Linked DNA regions of Gossypium hirsutum: region 1 is linked to region 2. A link is a contact called in public Hi-C data. All regions are on one chromosome and are shown on one strand. The core of a region is the stretch at or near the end of the contact, and the rest is flanking DNA. Distances in the headings are between cores, read along the strand shown. Region 1 holds the start of LOC107932573 (myb-related protein 308-like). Region 2 has its middle 23 kb from the start of LOC107921438.

What was found. Hi-C and Micro-C count contacts between places; a contact is called where the count stands out from the background.
Region 1: a Hi-C map of leaf shows a contact between it and region 2, with 2.3 times the contacts expected there. The contact joins the promoter of LOC107932573 here to the enhancer-like site in region 2. A contact is called at or near these places in 7 of 34 Hi-C or Micro-C datasets (anther, callus, leaf and 1 more).

What each region holds. Positions count from the first base shown.
Region 1 is chrA12:6,740,672-6,745,661 of Gossypium_hirsutum_v2.1, forward strand. It overlaps LOC107932573 (myb-related protein 308-like), which reads left to right and starts at 2,318. Exons shown (of 2, transcript NM_001327349.1): 1 at 2,318-2,580; 2 at 2,675-3,185. The coding sequence starts at 2,318. The coding sequence ends at 3,185.
Region 2 is chrA12:6,705,827-6,710,531 of Gossypium_hirsutum_v2.1, forward strand. No RefSeq gene overlaps it. Among protein-coding and RNA genes, the nearest start is that of LOC107921438, 23 kb to the left of the region's middle. Within about 2 kb of position 3,150, at least 5 of the 9 cell types and tissues checked have an H3K27ac peak or open chromatin away from gene starts, as enhancers often do. A contact at or near this core is called in leaf, where this site is marked.

The DNA of each region.
Region 1 (4,990 bases), core at 1,068-3,567, 34 kb after region 2:
TTCTTAATCCTCGTGAAATTATTTTTTTACTTTCTCCAAGGATTGGATCTAACAGTAACAAAAAGACCAATGGATTAAATATTTTATGCTTGAATCACACAATCAATCATTTTTCTAAAAAATAATAGCAAAAGAGACGGGGATTACTAATATTCCAAAGACCTGTGGCTGAGGATGTTAGTTCCAACAATATAATAATATTGTATGATATATAGAGAAGTTAGAACATGTATTCCGGTACATGTTGTCTACTGAGGTGGAGCAAAGATAATTAAAGCTAACTAAATTATTAATCTCAACTCTAAGTAATACAAAAGGTTAAAATGAAAATACTATATAAAATAAATGGGTGCGGGAACTAGAGATCACACTTTGGCTTCCTTTGGATGCCAACGCAGCCATGGTGAGATGGGATTTTGAGGGAATATTCTTTTTCCCTGCACTGTGATGACGTTTGGAGAAACAACGGTGAGGTGCAGCTGAAGAATTCAATCTCACTGGCAGCCTCATTTCCAACTGGAGGTAAAACCTCCAGCTTAAACACAGCCAGCAGAATAGATTTCTTGCAGACAAAAATGCCCATATTTTCATTTATTATTTTACAATTTTATCCAGTTTTCTTGCAAATAGTTTTCTTGCAGACAAAAACACAGCCAACAGCTGGAGTTGTTCAATTATCTATTGTATTGATTGGGCTCTTGTGATTTGTTGAGTTCTACTTGATTTTATTTCATCATTTTTAGCTTGAAAGCTAGGATCTTTGGCTGAATAAGACTTGAATTTGAGCATTGAGCTTGGTTTTTAGATATGAAACAAGATTGGGTTGCTTAGACAGGTTCTGTGAACTCTCAATCTCATCATTATCCATAGAACTAAACTTACCTTTTGACAATAAGGGCTTTGTTTCCCATGCTGCTAGGCTGTGGCAACTTATTTTCTGCCAAAGAACAAAAAAAATCACTAATAAAGCAGTGAGAAAAATGGGGGAAATTGAGAGAGAAAGATGGAGAGTTAACCTATCTACTTAAAACCAACAAAGAGAAATAAATTAGAGATGAAAGAAAAAAATTGCATGACAAGGTTGAAAGAAAAAAATCCCTTTCTCCTACCCTCATCTGCATCATCTGATGCATTGTTGTTAACAGCAACTGAGCTTTGGATTCCTAAAAACCAAAATAGGATCCAAAATAGGAGCTTTGTTAATAGCATCCAAAATTTTGACTTGAGGTTTCAACTTAAAACATTTGCACTTTTACGCACATGCAATTGTCTTAATATCTTCAAACTAAAAGTCTCCAATAACAAGTATTAAAAAAATTAAAAATAATTATCATTTTATCTAATAAATAATTTAATTTAATTATATAATTTATTAAAATATTGGAAGATACATTTTAATTTTTTATTAAATGAATTTATAAATTCACATATTTTAATAATTTTTAAAAAAGTAAAATAATTTAAAAAACTTCTATTTTATATCAATTCTAATATCATGTCCTTAATAGTCATTTTTTATTCTCACCTCACCGCTACAGCTGCGTTTGAATCCAAACACACACTCCACCGCTGTTTCTAATCTCACCGCTACAGTATCCAATCTCACTGCTACAGTAACAAATCTCACCGCCACCGCTATTTTTAACCTCACCGGAGGTAAACACACCGCCCATCCAAACTAGCCCTTTTGTCTTGCCCATACTTTAATACCTACCTGAAGATTACCTACTCTTTTTTTATTTATTATCTATTCATTCATGCTCATATCATCAAAACAGATTATATTAATGATAATTATTTTATGCACCTACAATTTTAATCATTCTTGTGAAAACTATATCAACAAATGCTGCTTAAATTTTTAGTTTTTTTTTTTAAATATAACTAAGCGATGTTTATAACTTGTGATTTTCTTATATTAACATAGAATGATTATTGGGGCGCTCGCGATTTTATTTATTTTATATTTAAAAATAAATAGAAAATGTGTCAATTTCACTTATAAATTATAACATTAAAATTTTTCATTGTGTATTAATATATTAGAAAAAAGGGGGAGAGAGAGCCCACCACCGGCCACTCCCCCAAACCTGTCTCACCAACTCACATCTAGAAGAAAATTAGGGTCACATCTCTCTCTCTCTCTCTCTCTCTCTCTCCTGTTGTGTGGGTAAGTGAGAGTAAGAGTCAAAAGGCTATAAAACTGCATCTAAAGCTCTCATAAAGGGCCGGCTTCAATGTTCTTCCCACCCACACCAAACTCCACCCTTCTTCGTTTCCGTTTCCCTACTGCTGCTTCTATTTTCTAAATCCCAAAATGGGAAGGTCTCCTTGCTGTGAGAAAGCTCATACAAACAAAGGTGCATGGACCAAAGAAGAAGATGATCGCCTCATCGCTTACATCCGAGCCCACGGTGAAGGTTGCTGGCGTTCTCTCCCTAAGGCTGCTGGCCTTCTCCGTTGTGGCAAAAGTTGCAGGCTTCGTTGGATCAACTACTTAAGACCTGACCTCAAACGTGGCAACTTCACTGAGGAAGAAGATGAACTCATTATCAAGCTCCATAGCCTTCTCGGCAACAAGTAAGTATTATGTTCAACTTTGCGTTACTTTTCTTTTTTCTTTTTTTTTTTTGCAAAATTTCAAATCCTTATTGGTTTTTAAATTGATTTACAGGTGGTCTCTTATAGCCGGGAGATTACCAGGAAGAACGGATAATGAGATAAAGAATTACTGGAACACACACATAAGGAGGAAGCTATTGAACAGAGGAATCGATCCAGCGACTCACAGGCCACTGAGTGAGGCAGGTGTTCATCAGGATGTGTCATCCACAATATCCTTCAATGGTGTTAAACAAGAAAATGACAAGATGAATAACCCCAATGGTTTTGTGGAGACAGATGAGAAGAAAATCCCAGCAGTTGAAGAAAGGTGTCCAGACTTAAGTTTGGACCTAAGAATCAGCCCACCTCCTTACCATCAAACCCAGCAGCACGCAGATCCATTCAAAACTGGAGGGAAAACCCTCTGTTTATTTTGCAGTTTGGGAGTTAAAAACAGCAAACAATGCATTTGCAGCATCGATACTGCTGCCAGCAGCAGTGGCAACAACACCAATACTGCCTATGATTTCTTAGGCTTGAAAACTGGTTTCTTGGATTACAGAAGTTTGGAAATGAAATGATTGTTTCAGAGGGAAATGTGGAATTTTTTTTTCCTTCTTTTTTTAACCATGTAGCTTAAGCAGAAATGGAGAGAATTAATTGACCAAGAGATTGTTATTTAGTTTTAAAAAAACCCCTTTAATTTTCTGTTTGATCACCTCTAATTTGTATGATTATATACATATATAGAGAGTAATGATACAGGTGATCATTATTCAACAAATGTTTTTTCATTTATTTGGATTATTCTTTCTTTTCTTTATCTTTTTAAACCTTTTACAATTTTGTTTTTACCTCTCTTTTCCAAGAAAAAAAGTTGAGGTTTGTCAGACCCATGATAATTGATCAGATCTTCAAAAGGGTTATTCCTCTGCCTTAACTTTGTGTTTTTGTTGTTATTTCAGAAATGATAACCCTCATTTAAAAAAAAATTATATAAAAGAAACAACACTTTGAAAATTTTTTAAAAATAATTGAACATCATTATTAAGAGTTTAAAACACATTTTTTCAAGAAGTTTTAATGGGGGACAAATGGTTCAGAGTGGTTCTGAGAAAGGGGTTGATATTGATTTAGCAGTGGATAAGCCACGAGAGGAGGAGAAGTTAAAGAAGAAAAGATGAAGAAAGTGGTGGGTAGGCTATCCCTTCCCCTCTAATAAAAGCTCTTAAGAAACTAACTGTCCGTAGTACCATCTTTCAACTAACCATTCATTAATCATCTTCGCCATCAGCCCCCAACCATCCATGCTATTAATTACTTGATTTATCCTTTCCATATATCAATCGTTTATCTTTTCAAAAAAAATATTCACGATACAAAAATTTAATTAACCTAATTACGATAAAATATATATATTATGTTATACATAAAATCTGTTTGTGTTTATACATATGTTATTCTTAGAATCAAATTAATCCCAAACTTTTCGACAGCTATACCCCTTCCCAAGTTCCACCTTTCAAATTTCATTTCACCATTATAGGATCAATCGAATTTATTGGCATTTTTGGAGGTTGCCTAACTTACCTAATGGAATTGGCTCACAAATTAACGACTAAATTCCCTTGAAAATGATTCCACATGATCATCAACACTTAAAATAGAGAGTACTACTGCAAACAAACTTTTATTAGTTTGCAGGTTCAATGTTTGCATTTCAATATTTATTAAATGTTCCAACGTTTGACAAAATTTAGGTATCAAGCAGCTCTTTTGATGGAACCATTAATCTTATTTTACTCAATTTAGGTAAATTCATATTTTTTTTTAATACAATGCTTATAACTATTCATAACTCTTCCCTAACTCTTATATGGGAGAATAATGTGCTTGAGTGCACTAGACTCACGTCCTCCTGCTCTGACAATAATATCGATGCCAATTGAGTTAAGACTCACCCCTCTCTATAATAATCAACTTTTATATCAACATTTAATTATAATAGCGGAATATGTTGTGGAATCGATATTTTATGTTTTATTTTTACTTTTCTTTTACTTTTTATAAAAATATTTATCTATAAAAGTAACTAACTATTTTATCAGTTTCTTATCTAAAATGTTACCGAAATTAGTTATATTTTTAAGTGAAATAAAAATAATAATAAATTTTAATTAAGATATTATTTTAAAAAATATTTAAAATTTATATTATAAAAATAATCTCTAATAAATAAAATTATATTTATAAATTTTATTAAAGATATGATCTAAATCTCACTGATTAATGATAAATGTTAAAAGTAGCATGTTTTAACCTCATTCTTAACACGTTTTTGGGTGATTATTCGATGTTAATTGTAAATTTTATACTCCTAATCCTT
Region 2 (4,705 bases), core at 1,900-4,399:
GTTGGTGTAAAATGGAATAAGTTATGGTGTCCTGAAAATAGAAAAGTTGTGATTAGTAGAGATCTTGTTTTTGATAAAACTACTATGTTACCTAAATTATCTCTTAAAGACTCTTCCAATAAAGAACAAAAAAAGCAGTTGAAGCATTAGCTTAATCCAAAATCTACAATAGAATCGACTCCTTAAGTCAGTACAAAAATTCAGAATAGAGTTGCTTCTTCACCACAATACTCTATTGCCAAAAACAGAACTAAAAGAGAGATTAAACGTCCAAAGAAGTATGTTGAGGCTGATCTAGTTGCTTGTGCTTTAAATATGGCTGAAGATATAGATGCAAACCAAGAGCCATCTAATTATTCTAAGGCGGTTAGCTGTGAAGACTCAGAAAAGTGGATGTTTGCTATGTAAGAAGAGATGAAATCACTCCACAAAAATAGAGCATTGGATCTTGTGAAGCTTCCTAAAGGAAAAAATGTTGTTCGTTGTAAATGGGTGTTTCAAAAGAAAGAAGGGACTCCGGGAGTTGAAGAACCCAGATATAAAGTAAGGCTTGTTGTAAAGGGTTATAGTCAAATTCTAGGTGTGGACTTCACAGATGTGTTCTCCCTAGTTGTGAAGCATAGTTTGATTCGAGCTTTGCTCGATATTTTAGCCATTTATAATTTGGAGTTTGAGCAGTTAGAAGTAGCTTTGACAGTTGTGTTTACTTTAAGAAAAACAATGATGGTTCTTTTGTGTATATACTCCTTTATGTTGATGGCATGTTAATAACAGCGAAAGATAAATGAGAGATAAAAAAGATCAAAGCCCAACTAAGTGAAGAATTTGAGATGAAAGATCTGAGACCAACAAATAAAATACTTGATATGGAGATTCTCAAAGATAGAAAAGCAAAAAAATAAGAGGTTTAACATGAATCTTCCAATAATATTACATAAAACAACTTAACATAATAAAAATAAAAATTTCATCCATAAGGCATTTCATATTCCGGAGATTAGAGTCTTATTTTTAAAATTATGTTTTAAGTATAAAGCTGGCTCTTAGCCATACTTATATTTTACATTTATATCAATTTTTGTTTTTGCCAAAAATATACTTAAATTATAGTCAGCTACAAAAAAATTTTTAGCCAACTCCAGTCAACTTCAATCAATGCTAGTCAAATTTTAATTTCAAAATTTTTTAAATATATATTTTTTGAACTTTTTATCTTATACTGAATTTTTAAATTGTCTAAAAGTATCCATTTTTATTTTTATGAATATATTCTAATTTTTTTATGATTTTACTAAACCGTCTTAAGTTTTTTTAATTATTTATATATTGTAGAATATTGACCCCAAGTTGGAGTTTGGGTTTCTCTGGGTGGTTGACTTGGTTCGATATTTGGGAATGCCAGTTTTTAATCGACGAGTTTCAACTGAAACCTTTCATTTTATAGTTGATAAGATTCGTAGAAAGCTGACTGGCTGGAATGATAAGCGGTAATCCATGGTAGGAAGAATCACCTTGACCGAATAGGTTTTACATGCTATACCCAATTATTTCATGAATACAGCTTAAATTCCTACGTCAGTTTGTAATGAAATTGAGAGACTAGTGCGGCATTTTATTTGGGCTCAGGAATTCTTTCGTGTAAGCCTGCGTTGGTGAGCTGGTATAGATGTTATGCGCCTCTTGAGACTGGAGGTTTGGGGATACAGCATATGGGTGACTAGACCAAGGTATCTTCGCTTAAGCTAGGCTTTGGCATTGTTACTAATATTAATGTTCTGTTGGTTCAGGTTTTACGGGCTAAGAATAATGTCCAAGGAATTTGCCCATTGTCGATCGCGAGGAGCAGTTGTTAGTATGTTTGGTGATCAATTTCACACAATTTTTTTTTTTTGGGGGGGGGGTATTACGGGCATTAAGTGGTCGATAGGTAATGGACGTTTGCTCAACTTGTGGAATGATTCGTGGCTTGACGATGTTGGCCCGCTGAAGCAGTTCTATACTGTGGTGCTCCTTTAGAAGACAGCACTCTGGTTCGGCACCCGGTTACCTGTGAAGGTGAGTGGTCGTGGGAAACGCTTGAACAAGTGCTCACTCATCATATCGCCGCTCGGATAGTTGGTGTTTTTCTACCCTCTTATAGTGCTTCGAAAGATAGGTTAATGTGAATGTGGTCCTCCGATCCGCTTCTGCAACTTTTAAATAGATTACAGTGTTTAAATGTCTTGATGGTAGTGCGGATTGGTCCTTGGTCTGGCAAAATGATGCGCCACATATCCCCTTGCAGCTCCTCTCTTAGTTGCACCTCCAGCTCCTCTCTTAACAGGTTACACTACAAGGGCCTCATTCCTTCCGGTAAGGTCTCCTAAGGCCTCCTTCATAGCCCCTTGCAGCTCCTCTCTTAACTACACCTTCATCTCCTCCTAGGACTTCGCTATGTCGGACTTTAACTCATCAAGGGAATCCTTAATGTCCTCCAGTCAAGTTGGGACATCACTCACTACGGACTCAACATCGATCATTCAGGTCTCCATGATCGCCACAAAGTCCTTTGAGCTCCCTCATGAGCCTCCTTTCTTGCTCTTCATTGTCACTCGAGTCTCCACCACCCTTTCCCCTTGCTTGCTCCTCTTATCTGATTTGTAGTCATCTCTCACTCACCACAAGAGCTAACTGCTAACTCTGATATCATTTGTCATAGGTCGAGACTCTAACTCTGCCAATATGCAACCTTAGGCACTAGTCTTTCACCAACAATGCCTAAGTCAACCTTCGATCCTTGCTTCGGAGAGTCCCTTAACAAAGCTCTAGGCCTAGAGAAGCACACCCACATCAAATGAGAACAAAAGGGAGTTGGGATAATCTGGAATTGTTATTACTCAATAAGTTAACTTATGTTATAAATGGAGGGGTGCCTTCCTTTATATATGCCAAACCCCTTTGATCCAACGGTCACGATCAAATACAATAGATAATCAAGAACTTATTTTTAGAATATTTTATACAACTCTTTCAAAAGGTTCTACTTTATTCCACAAGGTTTGGATCTCTTCCTTGGGCTTCCGGATTTTTGGTACCCCAGACCCATTCTTCTCACATGTGCACTTTTTTGGGCCTGTTGCAGCTAAGGGGGCCTCCCTAGGCCCTTGTTGGCCACCATTCGCACCTTAGGGCCTCCACCTGTACTTAGGGTGGCTTGCTCCACACCTTTGGGTGACCGTGACACCAGCCTATGCTGCTTCTAAATCAGTACTTTGTTGAGTCTATATGGTGCTTATGTATGATCATAATCTATTCGGCTGAAAACATTGTCTAATGCCAACCAATCTTTAGCTGATTTAATCAATCTTGGACCGAAGCATTGTGCAAATAAATCTATTCTGCTATGATTCCTAGACTAGTAAATACCTAACTCCTAGATTGGTACATGGTTAAATTGATTGAAGTTGTTGGTTGGCGTCATCTATTTTTCTCTCATGATGTTATCTTCAATTAAGCTATCATTGATTTATTATCATTCTATTTCCTTTGAACTTCATCTTTTTTCGTGTGATTTTTCTTACAAGTTTGGCCAATCTTTTGTCTGATGCATGGTAGACAGGATGAGGATGCAATGGTTTCTTTAGTGATTATGCAGAATAACGTAAGGAACGTTTTGAACTTGTTGGCCCTACCTATTCTAATTGTAATAGTGGCACAGGTCTCTGGGGCTGCTGCCGTGGTGATCCAGTTATTCGCAGCTACTTTTATGAGGTACCTAAGCTAAGGTTACTTGGTCTCTCTAGAACAAAACATGCATTATTCTCTAATCAAATAGTCGACCTTGGTCTGATCGTCTCACTAGCTTTCTCTAACATGATATCCCCTCTTACAGATCGAAACATATTGGTAATATCCGTAGACGATGAAAATTCAAGAGTTGGAAGAAAATAATAAGCACATGGATCTACAGTCCCATGACATGTATGTTACAGACACTTTATTTTGACGCCCGTAGGAACAAAAACTTTTAAAACAAGGATCCGAATCAAGTGCCCCATGGATAATGCATACCAGAAATAAATGATAAGAATATTTGAGGTCAGGTAAGGTGAGTTTGTGTCGAGGAGAGAGGAGGGGGATTTGGATGTCTGAAACTGACCTTCCGCTAAGGTTAAAGCAGTCCCACATGCAGCCAAAAGATTTAAGAGGTAGGTTGGTAGGTAGGTAATGTCATCTTCAGCTTCTCCATCTATCTATTTAGGACAGCTCTCTTTTTTTTCCTCCACCCAAGCACATGACATCCAGGTGCTGCTGCGCTGGCTTGCTTGTCAGCCCACTCCAATTATTGCAACCTTAACCCACATTTAGGATCGCAAGTAACCAATCATGTAATTATAAAATCCCAATCTTTATAACTACAAAAATGAAACTTTAATCTGATAAATAAGAATAAATATAGATGCTGAAGTTTCATACTTGACATTTGTTAAATTTGAGCTTTTAATGATGAGTGCGTGAATGAATTAAGGATGACAGTGTTTCACTTCAGTTGTTGATTTTGGTAGATCCGTTCTTAGGCCTTTAATCTATGTATTTAAAAAGAATTGCTAAAAGAGCCAACAACCTAACTGATTGTGATGATGATAAGCGCCGTCTGATTGAAACAAGTGAGGCACCAAACAATTAATGCATGTAGGGTAGGGTATACGCAGGTTTATCAATGCTA